Linked DNA regions of Anser cygnoides: region 2 is linked to region 1. The links are chromatin contacts, called in public Hi-C maps. All regions are on one chromosome and are shown on one strand. Each heading gives the region's core, a stretch centred on a gene start, on an enhancer-like site or on the middle of the called end of the contact. The rest is flanking DNA. Distances are from core to core; before and after follow the strand shown. Region 1 holds the start of UBE2I (ubiquitin conjugating enzyme E2 I). Region 2 holds the start of IL4R (interleukin 4 receptor).

Region 1 (2,784 bases), core at 150-2,649:
CAGCTCAGTGTGGGGTTTTTTTAAGACCAACCTAGAAAGGTGGAAACCAGAAACACACACTTTCTTTATTCCTTCTGTAGAGTCAAACATGAAATAAATGAGAGCATGAGCTTTTTAGGAAAAACAAAACAAAAAAAGCCTGGAAGGGCTGTAACAGACTACTTGGCTTATCCTCTTGGCTAAACACAGGAGTAAATATACTTTAAGCACGTATTTTAACCTACGTTTAAAACTCCAACTGATGAAGACTCCACACTCATCTTTCCATTAGGCAGTCTAGTTCCATAGTAACTTTGTCAGTAGCATTTTCTTAACACCTGATCCCCATTTTTCTCACTGCAGTTTAAACTGATGACATCTTGTCCCCTACATTATGAATATGAATAGTAGATTATTGCCTAACTCTCTGCTATAGCCTTTCATTTTCTCAACGACAAGGTAAATCTCTACATGGTGTGCATGTCTGAAATGCTACAAAATGTCAAAAACAACAACAAACAAAATTTCAAGTGAGAATTTTAAAAGCCAAGCAGAACAAAGCATAAATAACTGTGTCCAGTAAGTTTATATTAATTCTGCCAGCTTCAGATGCCAGCTGCCGCTGAATCCCAGTCACCCAGGGCTACAAAGAAACAGGCTTCTTCCAACAGAAGTTTTAATATGTCTAAGACAAAATGCTCTTGCAGCTGCCTATTCACCAGCTGGGATGATGGGCAACGAGGTTCCTAACCTCAGCACAGATTTTGAGTAGGACCAATACAAATCTAAGAACTTATTCACTGAACTATTTAATTCTAGCGTTCCCGAGAAGAGAAACCATTTTGATCCTAAAGTACGGCATGGGATGCGCGTAGCTCAACAAATGTTACCAAACGCAGACCGCTGCGAGGCATGGCTAAGAGGAGGTTTCAAGACAGAAATTTCTTAAGCTTTACCAAAATTTAACAAAAAAGCCAGACAAAGACAGAACGCGATTCTTACCTGACAAGCTACCAAAAATGAGTTCTTAGAAACAAACAATCAAGGAAGCCAAACCACGCAGCACAAAGCGTGCTGCCCCTTAAAAGTCGGGTAAAGTAGATTCGGGACAAACGCGACTCAAGGCTGCGCTAGCGGTCACGGTCAGCGTCTGCGCTTCCCAGCGCCCGACGGGCCCAGGAGCCGCAGCAGCCGAGGGGCCGTCCCCGGGGCACGGCTGCCGGCAGCAGCGCGAGCGCGGCGCCGCAAACCCCCGCCGGGCCCTGCCGCCCTGGTGGCGGCCCCGCCCACCGGCCAGACGCAGCCACGCCACGGCGCCAGCTCCAGCCGGCGGGCAGCTCCGCCCCGTCCCCGCTCCCCCCATAGGTTTCTTGGCCTGCCCATCACCGGGGCCGCTCCCCGATCCTCCAATCAGAGCCCCGGCCGTGCACAGTGGGCGGGGCCGTGTCAGGCTCGAGCGCGTCCCGGGGCGGGCGCAGCCTGCCACACCCGCCTGGGCCGCCTGCGCCAGACCGGACGGTTTTAGGGCACGGGTGGCTCTCGGCGCCTGAGGTAAAAACCCGCTCAGTTTCTCGACGGGGGCTTGTAGAAGCCGAGGGGCACGAGGAAGAGAGGGCTTGAGAGAGTCGCGCTGCTCTCCCCGCCGCCCTCCCCGCTCAGGCGTTGTTCCGGTAACCTCCGGGTCCTGTGTCACGAGGATGCGCAAGGCGCGGCGGACGGCTCGCAGGCAGGGTCACACCGCGCCGGCGCAGCGGCACGGACGGGTCGGACGGAGGGACAAACCTCGCCGCTGCGCTGCGCACCGAGGAGAGAGGGAGGGAAACTCCGGACCAGAGACAAAGGGGGGGAGCCGAGTCGGGAACATCCGGGTCACTCGCTGCTGCCTCGATCCGGGACACGCGCGGGTGCCGCGGCCGATCACGGTGAGGCCTGGCCGGGCGAGGGGCCTGGGGCGGCGGGGCCTGGCGCGGCGCGGAGGCGGCCGCGGGCCCTGGGAGAGCGCGGCCTGGGCGGGCGCTCCCCGCCTTCGGCGCAGCCGGACGGGCAGCCGCGGCGCGTGCGGGCCTGGCGGTTCGTGGCGCGGCCGCGCGGCCGGGCCCGCCGGCGCATCGCTGCGAGCTCCGCGTCCCCCGCTGCCCTGCGGCCCGCTCGGGGAGCTCTCGATCGCTCCGGGATGCGGTCAGCGAGGGGGCTCCAGGCACCGCCGGGCCCGCGCGGAGCGGTCCCCGCCCCGACAGCCGCTTGCCCGGGAGCCCGCGGGCGGGCTCCGGAGCGCCCCGTGCAGGCCTCGGACGCTGCCCTGGCCTCCTGTGCTCGCGGTAGCAGGGGCCCTCGGTGGGGGCAGGCGCCGCTCGGCCCTGCCGCGGCTCCTCTGGGCGAAGTCCCCGGCCGGGCTGTTACCGAGCCGTCCTGCCGCGCGGCTCCTTTTGTTGTTCTTGCGCCTTTAGTAGCCGTTCGGACTAGTGCCGCCTCTTTTACCTTTCTCCCTGCGGCAGGCAGGAGGAGATTTTCTGTATCAGCCTAGAGCTGGTGGCGTGCGTTGATTAAGCTTCATCCCTTGGTTTCCTCGGCCCTTCTGAAAAGTTAAGGGTGTCCGGTTTGGGGGCAGACTGTTCCAATATGGGATTTCTTCCAGTGTCTGCGTGCAGTCGGTAAAGTGAAAGTGAGAGGCTAGCAATCTTAATAGCTTTTGTTTGTTTGGATAGAATAAGAACTAAGAACGTATTCTTCATTATTTAGGGACTTGTCATGTGTCATACTCATGGGTTGTTACTGGGGCACAGGAACACTGTTCTGTGTAAGACT
Region 2 (2,784 bases), core at 82-2,581, 140 kb before region 1:
TTAGTTTGCATAGTGCTGTGTTGTTGGGTTTTGTTCTGTTCTTTTAACTTCAGGAAAGAAAGAGAACACGTTGTTGAAGTTTTTGTTGGTTTGTTTTGTTTTCTAACTTTTTTTAGGTGGTGTATGGTATTCAGAAATCTAATTATTTGTAAATCACAAATGAAGAAAAAAAAAAATCTCCATCTCTCCACTTTTTCTCCAAAAGAGACACACCTTTATGGATTTCACAGCAGCGCCTGTGTAACTTCCTAGCCTCTGATCCTTCCATTATCCCGTGTGACATCAGGACCTGCAAGAACCGTCGATGAGCATCAGACATCTGAGCTGCCATAGCAGCTTTCCACCAGTCTTCGTATGCTGCAAGACACAGACACTGAAATTAATGCATATATTTACGCAAATTACAAATAATACACCCCAAGCATAAATAAGATTTCAGTTCAACTCTCTACCATTGTATCAGGGCAAAAAAGCTGATGGCTCAGCTTGTTCTTCAAACAGACAGTGCCTAACTCCAGCAGCCTAAGAGAAAGATGCAAAAGAAGTCCAATGAATTTTGCCTAACGCTTTGAGCCACCAAATAAAATGACGCGGGCATTGCGCTGCCATGCCCCAGGCCCAATCAGCAGCGCTACACACTACAGTCGGCAGGACGTCTCGCATAGCTTTGTATTGGATGCGCTTGTTTGCTACTCATCCGAGCTCCTTGTCTAGTTAGAGTGCAACCCGCTTAGGACAGAAAACCCTCCTCTGCGTGTGCCGAAAAACGCCAGAAGTAAAATCATCTCGGGAAATTCCTCGACCGCGCAGCCAAAGACAAAAACCTCCAGAAACCTCCAATCCCGAAGAGCAAATAACCGGCCGGCCCGCGGCACGCTGCTCCGCGCCGGGACTCGGGTCCCCCGCGTCACCCCCGGGGGCGGCTCTGGGCTCCCCAACGGCCGCCCGACGGCTCCGCAACCGCCGCCACCGCCGCCTGCCACCGACCCGCTCGGCAGCGGCTGCCCCGGGCCGTGCGCGGGCGGGCGGAGGCGCGCGGCGACGTACGGTGACGTGCGGCGACGTGCGGTGACGTGCGGCGACGTGCGGTGACGTGCGGTGACGTGCGGCGACGTGCGGCGCGGACGCGCTCCCGCGGCTCCGGCGGAGGAGGGGCCAGGCAGCAGAGGGAGGGCGGGGCGGGGCGGGGCTTCGCCGCCCGGCGCTGTGGGGCGCGGCCGCGCCCCCGCCCTCCCGAAGTCCCCGGCCGCGCCGCTCGGTGTCGCGTCTCGGTTCCGCGGCCGCCTGGAGGCCGGCCCGGCCCGGCCCGGCCGGGCTCTGCCTGCCCGCGGGGCTGCCGCGCGTGCTCGCCGCCCGCGCCGGCGGGGGCAGCGGGAGGCTGCGGAGGCGAGCGCAGCCGGCGGGACGCGACGCGGCGGGACGGGACGGGACGCGGCGGGACGCGGCCGGCAGCCGTCGCCGCGGGGCGGCCGCAGGGGAGGGCTCCGCGGGCGGGAGGAGGGCGCCGGGCCGGCGGAGTGACAGCCGGGCGCGGGGAGCGCCGCGCCGCCCCGGCCGTGCGCCGGACCAGGCAAGTACAGCGGCGGGCCCGGCCGCGGCGGGAGCTGGCCTCGTGCGGGTCGCCTCGAGCGGCGGCTCGGTCCGCGCTGCCGGGCCGGCCGGTGCCGAGCGGCCGCTGAGCTGCGGGGGGCGCGGCGGGAAGCAGCGGGCGCGCCGCCGCCGGGCGAGCCCTGGTCCCGCGGGCCTCGCGGGAGCCGGCCGGGCCCGCGGGGTGCGGCCCGGGGCGGGGGGGGCATCGGCCGCTTCCTCCGCGGGCCCGGCCGGAAAGCCGCTACGGTTCGCGTGTCGTTAAAACCGGCATTGGCAGGAATACTTCTTACTGAGACCGCTTGATTCAAACGCTTTTGAAGCGACTGGTCGTCAGGGGAAAACCGGTAAAACTCCTAGAAGACTCCTTTCTGCTGGAAGTCCTGCTCGATGGCTACAGGAGGCACAAGGGCTCTTACTGTAGCAGAAACCACGCTAGCCGGGACACGTATCCTACGATCTGAGAATCTGTCCCAATAAGCTTGCTCTGAGCCGATGGATGAGCTGCTCCTGAATCTCAAGTTTCATTCTTTAAAATCTTTTCCCAATGTATACGGGTTCAGAGAGAGCTTAATACCAATTCATGATGAAGTCTTGGAACCAGAGATTCAGAAATGTAGGACTGGGAGTGAGCTATTCTCGTTAGGCGCTTTTGTCTCTGGCGTTTTTGTCAAGGTGTCCGGTCTCGGTGATCCCTGTAGTTTCTGTCTGTTATAAATGGGAAAATATCTGAAGTTGCTTGCAAACTATGATTTGTAGTTCATCAAGTCATGAGAAAGTACTGCATTCATTACAGGCTCGAATGACGTGTTGTTGTGCCCTTTGCTGTCTTCTGTCATCTCAAGCTTTCTAAAGAGAGCCTAGTCTAACTGTTCATCTAAACCTCCTCCTCAATGTAGTATACTGGACTCCAACTTCCAAGTTCTTTTGAAAATCCACTTTGAGGCACCTACTCTTTTTCGATACGCGTGTTCATCGTGTGGTTGCCTCTAACAGTCATATTGAGTGTCAAAGAGTAGGTATTGTGAGTTATGTTCCTGCAGGTCTGCCATTTTGTATTGTCACTTGGAGAAAGAAATAATTAAAAGCAGCAATAATGAGAAATGATTCCCCAACTTCTTTTCAAATTTTGATGCGAAATCAGTTGATGAACTTATGCTTTGCTTTTGCTTTGTTTTTTAACGCTTATCTCATTTT

The links. Hi-C and Micro-C count contacts between places; a contact is called where the count stands out from the background.
Region 2: a Hi-C map of liver shows a contact between it and region 1, with 3 times the contacts expected there. The contact joins the promoter of IL4R here to the promoter of UBE2I in region 1. A contact is called at or near these places in 2 of 7 Hi-C or Micro-C datasets (both in liver).

The regions. Positions count from the first base shown.
Region 1 is chr15:143,594-146,377 of Taihu_goose_T2T_genome, reverse strand. UBE2I (ubiquitin conjugating enzyme E2 I) reads left to right here and starts at 1,399. Exons shown (of 7, transcript XM_048068085.2): 1 at 1,399-1,530. It overlaps LOC106046029 (a long non-coding RNA gene), which reads right to left and starts at 1,448. Exons shown (of 2, transcript XR_007164891.2): 1 at 982-1,448.
Region 2 is chr15:282,335-285,118 of Taihu_goose_T2T_genome, reverse strand. It overlaps IL4R (interleukin 4 receptor), which reads left to right and starts at 1,331. Exons shown (of 10, transcript XM_066977950.1): 1 at 1,331-1,570. NSMCE1 (NSE1 homolog, SMC5-SMC6 complex component) reads right to left here and starts at 1,041. Exons shown (of 8, transcript XM_013196867.3): 1 at 835-1,041; 2 at 214-357. The coding sequence starts at 331.